Regions from separate parts of the Muntiacus reevesi genome. Here region 1 is linked to region 2. Evidence: chromatin contacts called from public Hi-C data. All regions are on one chromosome and are shown on one strand. The core of a region is the stretch at or near the end of the contact, and the rest is flanking DNA. Distances in the headings are between cores, read along the strand shown. Region 1 holds the start of RAB3GAP2 (RAB3 GTPase activating non-catalytic protein subunit 2). Region 2 holds the start of IARS2 (isoleucyl-tRNA synthetase 2, mitochondrial).

Evidence for each region. Hi-C and Micro-C count contacts between places; a contact is called where the count stands out from the background.
Region 1: a Hi-C map of blood shows a contact between it and region 2, with 1.9 times the contacts expected there. The contact joins the promoter of RAB3GAP2 here to the promoter of IARS2 in region 2. A contact is called at or near these places in 2 of 3 Hi-C or Micro-C datasets (blood and muscle).

What each region holds. Positions count from the first base shown.
Region 1 is chr5:70,766,920-70,773,199 of mMunRee1.1, reverse strand. It overlaps RAB3GAP2 (RAB3 GTPase activating non-catalytic protein subunit 2), which reads left to right and starts at 2,486. Exons shown (of 35, transcript XM_065938357.1): 1 at 2,486-2,724. The coding sequence starts at 2,610.
Region 2 is chr5:70,619,061-70,626,046 of mMunRee1.1, reverse strand. It overlaps IARS2 (isoleucyl-tRNA synthetase 2, mitochondrial), which reads right to left and starts at 2,816. Exons shown (of 23, transcript XM_065938358.1): 1 at 2,452-2,816; 2 at 536-658. The coding sequence starts at 2,718. BPNT1 (3'(2'), 5'-bisphosphate nucleotidase 1) reads left to right here and starts at 5,561. Exons shown (of 10, transcript XM_065938351.1): 1 at 5,561-5,693.

The DNA.
Region 1 (6,280 bases), core at 1,237-3,736, 150 kb before region 2:
ACAGGCAATGAAAAATTAGTCCATCTATCTAGGAAACAAATGAAAAATTTTATTTGAGCTGTATATGAGGATTATTACCTGGGAACAGCATCTGAGAAAACTCTGAGAACTGTTCCACTAATTAGAAGTCAAGGCAACATTATATGTTTTTTGAGACAGAAGGCTGGTAACATCAAATTGTTAGGGGTACTACCAACTAAAATTGCTTGCCCTGGCCCGGCACCATAGTAATCACTTGCATGAGTTATCCTTACAAAAGGAGGTCTTGGTTAGGAACAAGGAACTAACAAGCTACCATTAACCAGAAGAATTCATGAGAGGTCAGGAAGAGAGACGAGACTCCAGTGCATGTGTCTTGCCACCCTCCCAGAAACTTGCTTGCTGGAATCCATTTTGGCTGAGTGATGGGCACACCACCAGGAAGGACCCTGAGTCAGAGTGATTGGCCAGAGACAACCTGAAACCAACAAGATTACCGTAAAACCCAAGACTGTGAACCACATGGCCGAAGAGTTCTCCTGGGTTTCCTCACCCTGCGGCTCTCCACCAGGGCACTCCTTCCCAATAAAGTCTCTTACTTTGTCAACACCTGTGTTTCCTCAGACAATTCACTTCCATGTGTCAGAGAGAGCCCATTCTTGGGCCCTGGAAGGGGTCCCTTTTCCTGCAACAAAATGACATATTATTGATAGCTTACATAATCCAGATGTAAGTGCCATGTGATCCCTTATGAGATCAAGAAGGAATGTTATCTTTTTCAGCTTTTACTTTTTAGAAAAATCATTTAAATGTGCTTAAAGGGTCTTCTCTTTGAGCAGTCATGTACAGATGAGAGTTGGACCATAAAGGCTGAGTGCCAAAGAATAGATGCTCTCCAACTGTGATGTTGGAGAAGACTCTTGAGAGTCCCTTGGACAGCAAGGAGATCAAACCAGTCAATCCTAAAGAAATCATCCCTGAATATTCATTGGAAGGACTGAAGCTGAAGCTCCAATACTTTGGCCACCTGATGCGAAGATCTGACTCATCAGAAAAGACCCTGATGCTGGGAAAGGGCAGGAGGAGAAGGTGCCGACAGAAGATGAGGTGGTTAGACAGTATCACCAACTCAATGGACCTGAGCTTGAACAAACTCAGAAAGATAGTGAAAGACAGGGAAGCCTGGCGAGCTGTCGTCCATGGGGTTGCATAGTCTGACACAATTTAGCAACTGAATAACAAAAGGTTCTTCTCGGAGACACACAGATATATTTCTTCATTAAAAAAAACAGATAAGACACACTCAGGATGGCACTGTGACAACCTACCTTGACAATGTGTGGGAAAATACTTTAAAAAATATGAAGTGCTTTGTAAAAGAAGTGGGTTTTTCTACTTACCCTATGTACACATTCCATTTATTCCTCCAGGAAATACTTATTGCACATTATGTGCCAAGTCCTGGGACAGACACTGAATATAAAGGACACAAAATGACATCCCAACCTTCAGGAGTTTACAATGAAGCCTGTTCCTGAAATTGGCAACACCTCCATCCCAACAAAACAAACAAAAAAACAAGTAAGTGAGATTCCTTGTTATGCTATGTACGAACTTACTTCTTTTTTTCCTAGCATCATCATGAGTGAAGTGAGTGAAGTAGCTCAGTCGTGCCCGACTCTGTGCGACCCCATGGACTGTAGCCTACCTGGTTCCTCCTTCCATGGGATTCTCCAGGCAAGGATACTGGAGTGGGATGCCATTTCTTTATCCACGGGATCTTCCCGACCCAGGGATCGAATCCGGGTCTCCGCATTGCAGGCAGACACTTTAACCTCTGAGCCACCTATATAGTTAATTAATAGCTTACTATCCATATCAACCACCATAATTTTAAGCTCCATGGAACAAGTATTTCACCTCTTTTGGTCTCTGCTTTATACTCAAAGCCTTGCGTGCCTGACACAGAAGAGGAGCAATGTTATTTGTTGAATGGACGGAGAAACGAATCAAAGAGCAAATGGATGTCGAAAAACAAGACTGCAATACAGTATAATACGCACAGTATTAGGCGTGCATAGTGTGACGAGAATTTATATGAGCCGTTTAAAACTAGGCTTGACGGGGCTGACTTCCAGAAGAGAAATTAATCTTTTGAAACTCAGATACTTGCATGATACCGTCCCCCACTGGCCTGGCAGTAGCTTAACAGGTATTATTCTCTAGCAAGCCATCTAGAAGACTGGTTAAATGACTCAAAGCCCGGCGCGGACAACGTCCAATGAGGTCACCTCTGGCTAAAAGCCAGAATGAATAAAAGGGTTCAACCCCGCTACGGATACAGAACCGGGACTGAAGCCGGATCCCGGCCTCCACCGCGACGTTACACCCTTCGGGCGCCGCCGGTCACGTGATCCGGGCCGCGCCCGCCAGGGCGCCTAGGCTGTCCCGCGCACGCGCAGTGCTCCGGGCGGCGGAACCGAGGGCGCTGACAGCTTCCGGTTTGGTTTCCCCGCCCCCTGCGCGGCTGAAGCTCTCTGGGCTCCGCGGTGGCGGCTGGAACCGCGGCGGGGTGGCGGGGGCAGGGCGTGGTGAGGTAAGGTGAATGCCCCAGTGGGGTTCCCGGAGCCATGGCCTGCTCCATTGTCCAGTTCTGCTCCTTCCAGGACCTCCAGGCCGCCCGGGACTTCCTCTTCCCTCATCTGCGGGAGGAGACCCCCAGCGGCGCCGTGAGGAGGGACCCCAGTAAGTGCCCCCGCCTCGCTGCTCCCTTCCCCGCCTCCGCCCGCGGGACTAGCGCGGCGGGCTCGGGTCTCCTGCCCGCCCCGGCGCTCCTAGTTCCTCCCTCGCCTCCCCTTTCCTCTCCGCGCGGATCCCCTGACGTGGGTCCTGAAGCCGCGTCCGCCTGCCCCGACTGCGTCGGTGTTGTCTTCCTCTCGCCTAAGCCACTCCGCCCTCTGGCCAAACACTGCGTCTAGCTTGCTCTGCTCTCTGCCTAGCCCACTTCCCCACCCCCCAACTCCTAGTTTTCTCTCTGAGTCTCTTCTCCGTCTCCCCTCCCTCCGTCCGGGGTCCCCGGTTCCACACCTCCTGCCCCGGGATCGCATCCTCCCCCCCACTCCTCGCCAGCTGTCAGCACGCTAGCCTGGTTTCGCCTGAACCCCCATCCCATGCTCCTCCGTGTTTGGGACTGTGTGGCCTTCTGCTGTTTCCCTTTCCGAAAGTGTCTGTCATCGCCCACACTCTGCCTTCTTCCATCCCCTTTCTTCCCATTCAGGTTTAGAAAATAAGTGATTGACAAGTGAGAGACTCCTTAGGTGGTGAGTTGGAGGCTCCCAAATAAAGGAAAATAACCTGTCGGGGAGTGAGAAGCCCCATCAGGAGTTAAAATCACAGCAGCTTGGTCATGAAAAGTTAATGAGACGAGAAGCCTTCTACCTGTTATTATCATCAAACAGCGTGACTTGCCCACGTAGTGTAAAACTCCAAGTCTGTTTATTAGCTGCTGCAGAATTCCTCAGAATTTCCTACGTTTTACCTTTTAAAGGGGCTGTTTTGTGTGTCAGTTGTTTTGTGTTTCCATTTTACTGCAAAGCCGTGTGTCCAGTTACTTCGTGCTATATTCGAATGGTGATGAAAAGCCCACTAAATAAGTTTCTCTCCGTTTTTAAAGTTTAGAAGGTATCAAATCACACCTGTTTATGAATATTAGCTCTGTGCCCGTCGATGGTGCTGCCAATCAAGTGAGACTGATGGTCTCTGTCCTCTTCAGGAGCAGTACAGTTTACTGGGACAAATAAGTTAACCCCTACCGTACAGTGTGAACCATATTTATACATATGGCACTAGGAGATACAGTCCTTGAAGTGGGGGTACTTAAGTCTACCTTTGAAGTGGTGCTTAGATGAATAGGGGAGAGGGAATAGCACGTGTAGCGGAAGGGAGGCCTGAAATGGCATGGTATTTAGCTAAGAAAGGCTGAATGACTGAAGAGCAGGGTGTGAGGAAAAGAGCCTTGAAGGTAATGAGGAGCATGATCATGAGAAGCCTTGGGAAGGGAGTCAGATGCATCTGAAGACATTAAACAAAGGAATGATGTGATGAAATTTGTACTTAACGGAATCGGCAAAGTTCTTACATACCTGTTAAGTGTGTTGGCAGCAGTATGGAGGAGAGATAGGAAGCAGGGAACTTCTTTCTGAGGATATTTCAGTAACCCATGCAAAAGTGATGCAAGCATGGACTAAAGTAGCTTCAGTAGGACTTGAGATCAGCGGCTAGATCAGGAAGATTTTAAGATAGAATCTGCAGGACCTAATGAAGATCTGGTGCTGGGGGTTGTAGCTGGTGAGTGAGAGGGAGGTGAGGATGCCTTTGGCTTTTGACTTGGGCAAGAGTTTCTAATGAAAGGGAATGAAGGAGATCGGTTTTGGATCTTTTACATCTTAAATGCTTCTAGTTTGTCCAGTTTTAAATGTATGCAGTGTCCAGTCGAACAGGTCTAAAACTTAATAAAGATCCCTGGCCTTGAGGTGTGAACTCAGGAGTTACCAGTAAAAAGTGTCAATCCGTCTCAACGGTTATAAATATAGTGAAATGAATGCAGGCCAAGTTTAAGTCAAATAGAGGTGAATGGGAAGAAGACAACAGAAAGAGAGGAAAACTAGGTGAAAGTAATGCCGCAGAAGTGAGAGAGAATCTGATGCAAGGGACGAGTGGTCAGTAGTTGTGAATGCAGCAGAGATCAGCTAAGATGAGGATGGAAAAGTGTTCATTGGCTTTGGGAGGATGGAGGTGACTAGGACCTTAGGACAGTTTCAGGGGAACGGCAGGAGAGGAGTTAAAAAATAAATTTGCCTATTCCAAGGACCCAGGTTGTGAACTATGTTGGACATAGGACTGTAGATAAAGGATGCAGAGGAAGGAACACATTTCCTCTATCCCATTGCCACTCCCCTTGTCCAGGCCACCATCTTCTCTCACCTACTCAGTGAGACTACTCTTCTTTTAATAGATCTTCCTGCTTCTACTGTTGGTTTTGGTTTTTTCCTTATGTGTGACAGTTTGCATCTGCTAATCCCAGTCTCCCAATCCTTCCTGCCCCTAACCCCCGCCCCTGTGGCAACCATAAGTCTATTCTGTGTCCGTAAGTCTGTTTTTGTTTTGTAGATATGTTCATTTGTGTTGTATTTTAGATTTCACGTGTAAGTGGTATATGGTATTTTGCAAATGGCATTATTTCATTCTTAATGGCTGAGTACTATTCTGTTGTGTGTGTATATATATGTGTGTGTATTATATATACACACCACATTTTCTTTATCCATTCATCTGTTAGTGGACATTTAGATTGTTTCCATGTCTTGGCTATTGCGCATAGTGCTGCTGTGAACATAGGGGTGCATGTATCTTTTTGAATTACAGTTTTGTCTGGGTATATCCTCAGGAGTGGGATTGCTGGTGGGTCATAAGTCGGTTCTATTTTTAGGTTTTTTTTTTTTTTTTTTGAGGAACCTCCATACTGTTTTTCATAGTGACTGAACCAACTTTTATTCCTACTGACAGGGTAAGAAGGTTCCCTTTTCTCCATACCCTCTCTAGACTTGTTAATTTGTAGACTTGTTAATGGTTTCTTGTAGTTAGTTCCAAAAGCTGTCAAAGTGAACTTTTAAACAATTTAATCATAACAGTCTTCTCTCTATAACTGTCTGTGGTTTCACTTGCAGTTAATATAAAATCCAAAGTTCTCACATGGCTTAAAGGCGCCATGTGAGTGGCTTAGAGGCGCCACTTCCTGCTGCTTCTTGTACCTCATACTCTTCTCCCCTTGTTTCTTATGCTTCAGACACTTTTGTTGTTAAAGCTGTGATGTGCTTAGTCGCTCAGTCATGTCCAGCTCTTTTCGACCCCATGGACTGGAGCCTGCCAGGCTGCTCTATCCATGGGATTCTCCAGGCAAGACTACTACAGTGGGTTGCCACGCCCTCCTGCATGGGATCTTCCCAACCCAGGGATCGAACCCGGGTCTCCCTCATTGCAGGCAGATTCTCTGCCGTCCGAGCCTCCAGGAAAACCCACCAAGGTCGTTTGTACCTGAGACCGTTGCCCTTGCTCTTGTCCCCACCTTGGATGTTCTCTGCAGATCCTTGCATGCTCAGTGCATCTCAGAGAGACCTTTTTTGAGTATGTCATCTAAAACAGACATCACTGTTCCCCTTTTCTCATTTGTTACTTGCAGTCATTTCATCTTGTTTATGTTCATCACCAAGTCTGTATTGTCCAGTATGGTCGTTTCTTGCCA
Region 2 (6,986 bases), core at 1,567-4,066:
ACCCCATTTTTCCCACTGTAACCTCACATGGCATAAGGGGACAAGGGAGCTCTCTGAGGTCTTTTTAATTAGGGCTTTTAAGCCCACTGATGGAGGGATTAGGTTTCAACATACGATTTGCAGGGGGAGGGAGACAAACATTCAGTCTATGGCAACTATCTACCATATTAAACATTTTACTTATTTATCTTTCTGTGCCTTCCTGTTTAGATCACAAGCTCCATGAAGACAGGACTTATTCTTATTTTGTTCACTGTTATTCCCAGAGTCTAGACAATATCTGGCACATAACAGATGCTCATTAATTATTTATTGAATAAAATGATACTTATTAATGTAAAATAAATTCAAAGCAAATACCAGTGATGTTAGTTTTCACACAGTACTAAAACTGTTCATTGACACTTTCTATTAAGACATTTCAGTTTATATCAATGCAAGTTTACATATTGTCATAAAGTCAGAATATACTTTTTTCCAAAGTGTATTTACATAAAGATTTTCCTTCACATCTTATAACCAAAATTATAATTACCTTATTTAAAGCATGTCCAACATGAGGGTCACCATTTGCATAAGGAGGTCCATCATGAAGACAAAACTCAGTCTTCACTTTTCTTTCTCTTTGCCATGAATAAAGTTCTGAAAATCCACATTTCTGTTTAAAAAGAACAATAATCTCTGCACATCACATAAACACATACTCGTGAATCTTGCCATAAGTAACACTCAGCACCTGCTTATTTCCTATCGCATTCCAAAATATTCAACTCTAAAACACAAGGTGAGTTTTCTAAAATGCACATCTTCCAATTAAAAAATAAATTTAAGAATGTTTTATCAAAAAAAAACTTTACTCCTTCTAATAACACAAAAAATAAATAAGATACACATCTGAGTACTTATCTCTTAAAACTTTTCAATAGATACCCTGCAGACTTCAGTTGAAAGTCTAAGTTCTCTATGAAGGTATACAGGACCCTACAAGGTTTGCGCTTATTCGCTGAGAGTCGTGTCCGACTCTTTGCAACCCCTTGGCCTGTAGCCTGCCAGGCTCCTCTGTCTGTGGGACTGTCTAGGCAAGAATACTGCAGTGGGTTGCCATGCCCTCCTCCAGGGGAATCTTCCCAACCCAGGATCGAACGTGTGTCTCCTGCACCAGCAAGCAATTCTTCACCTCTGCACCACCTGGGAAGGCCTACAAAGGTTTAATACCACAAAATTCTCAGACACACACACACACACACACACACTCTCTCTCTCTCATATCTTATTCCTGCTATGCTATGGCCTCAACACAAATTTCTCAGACACACACACACACACACACACTCTCTCTCTCTCTCATATCTTATTCCTGCTATGCTATGGCCTCAACACAAAATTCTCAGACACACACACACACACACACACACACACACACACACACACACTTTCTCTCTCTCATATCTTACTCCTGCTATGCTATGGCCTCAACACTTGCTACTCTCTCAGTCTGGAAAAACGCTGACTGCAGCCCCACTCCCCTTCCCTCACCTTCTGTGTGATGTTGGCCAAGTCACTTTGCCTTTGTAGGACTATCCCCTCATTTGAAAAAAAAAGTTAATAATACTCAACCCACCAAGCTGGTGTAAAGATTATACAAGAAAATATCTGAAACTGTCACAATTCCAGAAATACTGAAAGTACTGGACGGAACACTTAAAAAACTAGATGGCCAAAACAGGTTTGTGAGTCTAGAACTCTGAGAGCTGTCATAAGAATATTTAAGCTAAGCATATTTACTTAACTAAGATATCCAAAATATCAGGGATTTGTAAAGACCCTAGAATTACACAAACTAACAAGTGAATTTCTGGCCTTAGAAAGCTCAGTTTAATACAGGAGACAGAGGCACAGGTGAGGAAGAGGACTCAGATGAAGTAACCATGGCTACTTAACCCTTCAAACAAGCCACCTTCCAACTAGCAACCTACTGATACCACAAAAGTGAGCTTCAACTTCTCATGATCGCATCTTTATATGTGTACATGTTAATTTACTTTAAACAAATCACTGGAAAAGAGTCCAAATTCGACTAGTTTTGTGTAAGCTAAAACTGGAATTTCTATTCCATCCATGCTATCTGAGCACAGCTGTTTGACCGCTGGACTTTGCTGGTGGCTCAGACGGTAGGTGGCTCTGCCTACAATGCCGGCGACCCGGGTTAGCATTCCGGTCTGGAACCCGCCACCTCTAGGGGACTTGTCTAGAGGTTTCCGCACCTGTGTTTTCACTCAGTACAACCTGTGGGAAGTGCATGATTCCCACTGGTCTGATCGCAACACCTCTGGCCCAAGAGGGTCTGGAGCCTGCGGCCGGGCCCTGCCCTGCCCTGCCCTGCCCGGGATGTGGGTGCCCCAGGCGTGACTCCAGGGAGGCCCCGCTCCCGGCCCGCAGGCCCGCCCGTACCTGCTGGATCTCCAGCTCCGTGTCGGGCTGCTGGCGGCCCAGCAGCTTCATGGGGAAGCTGGTCTGCGGCAGCAACACCGTGTCCCGATAGCTGCCATTACTCGAGTTCTGCGGCTGGTTACTGGCCCCTGTGACTGACCGCACCAAAAGGCTCCCGGTTGTCCCTCGCCAGCGCGGCCGACGAGGAAGGCGTGGGGGCACCCACAAATTCCAGGCCGCGGCCAGGGCCGCCGCCCCCGGACCGCGAGGGCGCAGCCCCCAACGCATGGCGGGCCAGACCAACCCCAGGGTCCAGGTGGACGCCGGGGCCTCGGCTCCGGCCGGGCTTTGTGGGAACAGGGAGCCCAGAGCACGGGCGCGAGCCCTACGGGAGTGCGCACGCGCGCGGGGTGGGGAAGGGGCGGGGACGCGGCGCGGGGCGGGGAGACAGGGGACCCAAACACACCCGGATCTTGGCGGCAGCCGCCCCTGGAGCGGCGCTGATGAGAGCGGGAAGAGGTGTGGCCCGCGCCCCAAGCTCACGATTCAGTCACCGCGCGTTCCTTTTAAAGTTTATTTTATTTAATCCAGTATAACTAACGTTACCACTTCAACATGTAATTCATATAAAATTATAAATATAATATTTCACATTCTTTCTCTTCATTCCAGGTCTTCGAAAATTGCTATGTAATTTACACATATAGCGTATCTCCGTCCATTTGGACTGCTGCTGCTGCTGCTGCTGCTAAGTCGCTTCGGTCGTGTCCAACTCTTTGCGACCCCATAGACGGCAGTCCACCAGGCTCCACCATCCCTGGGATTCTCCAGGCAAGAACACTGGAATGGGTTGCCATTTCCTTCTCCAATGCATGAAAGTGAAAAGTAAAAGTGAAGTCACTCAGTCGTGTCCGACTCTTAGCGACCCATGGACTGCAGCCCGCCAGACTCCTCCGTCCAAGGGATTTTCCAGGCAAGAGTACTGGAGTGGGGTGCCATTGCCTTCTGCATCCATTTGGACTACAATTTGCCAACTCAGTTCAGTTCAGTCGCTCAGTCGTGATAGACTCTTTGCGACTCCATGGAAACTGCAGCACGCCAGGTTTTCCTGTCCATCACCAACTCCCAGAAATTGCTCAAACTCATGTTCATCCAGTCGGTGATGCCTTCCAACCGTCTCAGCCTCTGGTCATCCCTTCTCCTCCCGCCTTCAATGTTCCCGCCTTCAATCAGTGTTAACATCAGGGTCTTTTCCAATTAGTCAGTTCTTTGCATCACGTGGCCAGAGGATTGGAGATCAGCTTCAGCATCAGTCCTTCCAATGAATATTCAGGACTGCTCCCCTTTAGGATTGACTGATTTGATCTCCTTGCAGTTCAAGGGACTTTCAAGAGTCTTCTCCAACACCACAGTTCAAAAGCATCAATTCTTCAGCGCTCAGCTTTCTTTATAGTCCAACTCTCACATCCATACATGACCACTGAAAAAACCATAGCTTTGACTAGACGGACCTTTGTTGGCAAAGTAATGTCTCTGCTTTATAATATACTGTCTGTGTTGGTCATAGCTTTTCTTCCAAGCAAGCATCTTTTAATTTCATGGCTGCAGTCACCATCTACAGTGATTTTGGAGACCAAGAAAATACTCTGTCACTGCTTCTATTGTTTCCCCATCTATTTGCCATGAAGTGATGGGACTGGATACCATGATCTTAGTTTTTTGAATGTTGAGTTTTAAGCCACCTTTTTCACTCTCCTCTTTCACTTTCATCAAGAGGCTCTTTAAAAAAAAAGAAAAGGAAAGAAAAAAGAGGCTTTTCAGTTTCTGCCATAAGGATGGTGACATCTACATATCTGAGGTTATTGATATATTTCTCCCACCACATGATGGAATATTACTCAGACTTAAAAAAGAGTGAGATTTTGCCATTTGCAGCAACATGGATGAACTTGGTGGGGCATTATACTAAGTGAAATGTCAGAGAAAGACAAATATTATGTGATATCATTTATATATAGAATCTAAAATATACAACAAACTAGTCAATAAAACAGAGAAGAAGCAGACATAAATATAGAAAAACTAGTGATGGGGCAATATAGCAGTAGAGAGAAAAATGTTATTATGGGATTATAAGAAACTATGCATGAAATTTTTGAAAATTGTAAAGCACTATAGAATTTAATGAATCTTCCTTCAATTTAAAAAACAGTGAAAAGAAAGCATATGAAACTAGTGGGGAAAAAGCAAAGGCCTGAGCAGATGGTTGTGGGGTTTTTCAGTTTTTTTCTTTTTGAGCATGGGACTGTGGTCAGGGGTTATCTATTTAATTTTAAAATGTTTAAAAATAAAGTAGCTTTGTTAATATAAAGGATACCTTTAACAATACAAACTCCCTGTTCCCTTTGATAATTTTTCTTACCCTGAATTCTACTCTGATAAAACAGTGAGTTTGGCTTTCTAAGGAATCAGAAAATTTGTCTTTAAATGAATGAGTTGAAACAATTTACCTTTATTGTTACAACTGGTACGTTTGCAATTAACTCTGCCATATTATTTTATCCTGTCATATTCTAATCACAGTGCCATGGTTTTGAATACTGGGGGAAAAAAAAAAAAAACTGCTGTTTTCACCACGGGTCAGCTCTCCCGTGCACCAGAAATACAGCCTAAAGAAACACACAGACAATTTTTGTTTTAGCTTCTTTTAACTTTTGGCAGTGGAATAAAAATCGTAATTAGGTTTTTTTTTTTCCCCCAATGCCTCAAAAAGAAAAAAAAGAAACAAACTAATATGGTACATCCTACCAGAAAGAGAGAAAATCTTCCAGGACTTATCATCAGGCAAATGAAAGAGTCACAGGCACTTTTAAGAATCTGGTAAGTGGTTAAAAAAAAAAAAAAAAGTAAGCGCTAATAACATACTTCTGCATAAAATCTTGTTTAGGGGAGCAAAGGTGGGGGGTGTCCAGGAACCCCAAGGGTTGGAGGGTTAAGCAGCTGGCCCGCCGCCGCAGGGCGGTATCAATAACCCGACGAATATCTTAAGGATGAACTGTGCGCACAAAGTGGACTGGAGGAAGCCAGAATGATCCCTGAATAGTTAATACACCTTTCGTTTTGACTTCAGGAGACTGGCCCCTACGTAGAGCTCGAAGAAAACCCGGCAAGTGGAGTTTTCCCGCAGGTGGGAGTCAGAGCCGGCGACGGCCAAGTAGCTGTTCTGCGCCTGCGCCGAATTACCCGCATGCTCAGTAGCTGAGGTAGGCTTGCTCTGCATCTCCTGGTGACCTATCCCAGGACGGTGAGCGCTGTACGGGGCGCTGCCCGGGCCCCGGTGCCTGATAAAGCTTTTTTGGTTACCCCTGAAGGGTGTTTCGACTGACTTGGTCCCAGTCTTGTCACCGTAAGTAATTTTCTCCCCTTCGGGTCAGCACAAGGACCTTAGGCAGATCTGAGTAGTTTATTCGTCCTTTTAACTCCACCCCTCTGCACAAATACGAAGAGATTCAAGGGATTTTTGTAAAAAAATAATAATAATAAAAATTACGTCAGCCAGGGTGCCTCTCCAGATACTTCAACTTCGGACCTAGATTCTTGAGTGTCAGTATTTTGGTTTTTTATCCATGCTATTATTTTCATGCCCCTGGGTCTTTTTATGGCTCTATATTGTTGAAATAACAAGGCAAACCTGGACGGTGTTTAGTACACTTAAATGTAGAGACTGTCTTACGCCTAAAATTAAATTTCATTAAATTAGCAGACATTCTTCCTACTGTCTTTTCTGGTTGTAGACTTCCTTAATATATTTGGATTCCCTGAAAATGTAGTTGTTAGTTTAAAAGGTGTGTATATTTTACTGCTCATAAGATTTTCAAAAAAGAGGTTTCACCACTTTATATCGTTGGTAATAATGATCAGGAGGATTTTCCCTCACACTGTAGCCAACACTGGTCAAATTTTCTTACCTATGCCTGTCTTACAAATGAACAATCATTTCTCATTGGTTTAGATTGCATTTCTTTCATAATTAGTGAAGTTGTGGGTTCCCTGGTGGCTCAGATGTGAAGAATCTGCCTGCAGTGCAAGAGATGGGTTTGTCCCTGAGTGGGAAAGATCCCCTAGAGGAGGAAATGGCAACCCACTCCAGTATTCTTGCCTGGAAATCCCGTGGATAGAGGAGACTGGTGGGTTACAGCCCATGGGGTCACAGAGAGTTGAACATGACTGAGTGACTAACACTTGAACATGTCACGATTTAATGGCTTTTACTTTAATTTTTCTAAGAATTGCCTATTATTGGTGTCATTTACCCAATTTTATTGGATTATTCATCTTTTGTGCATTGATATATGTAAGCCCTTTAACAAAAATTAGTTCATTTGTCTAGTATGTAATACAAAATTTTTTCTCATCCTGTCACTCATCTATTTGTTTATGGTATTTTGGTTATATAAACGTTTTAATTTTTATGCTGTCAGATTTATCAATTTATTCTATAGTGGATTCTTGGTTTTAGTCATGTTTAAAAGTTCTTTTCCAAATTTATAAAACAT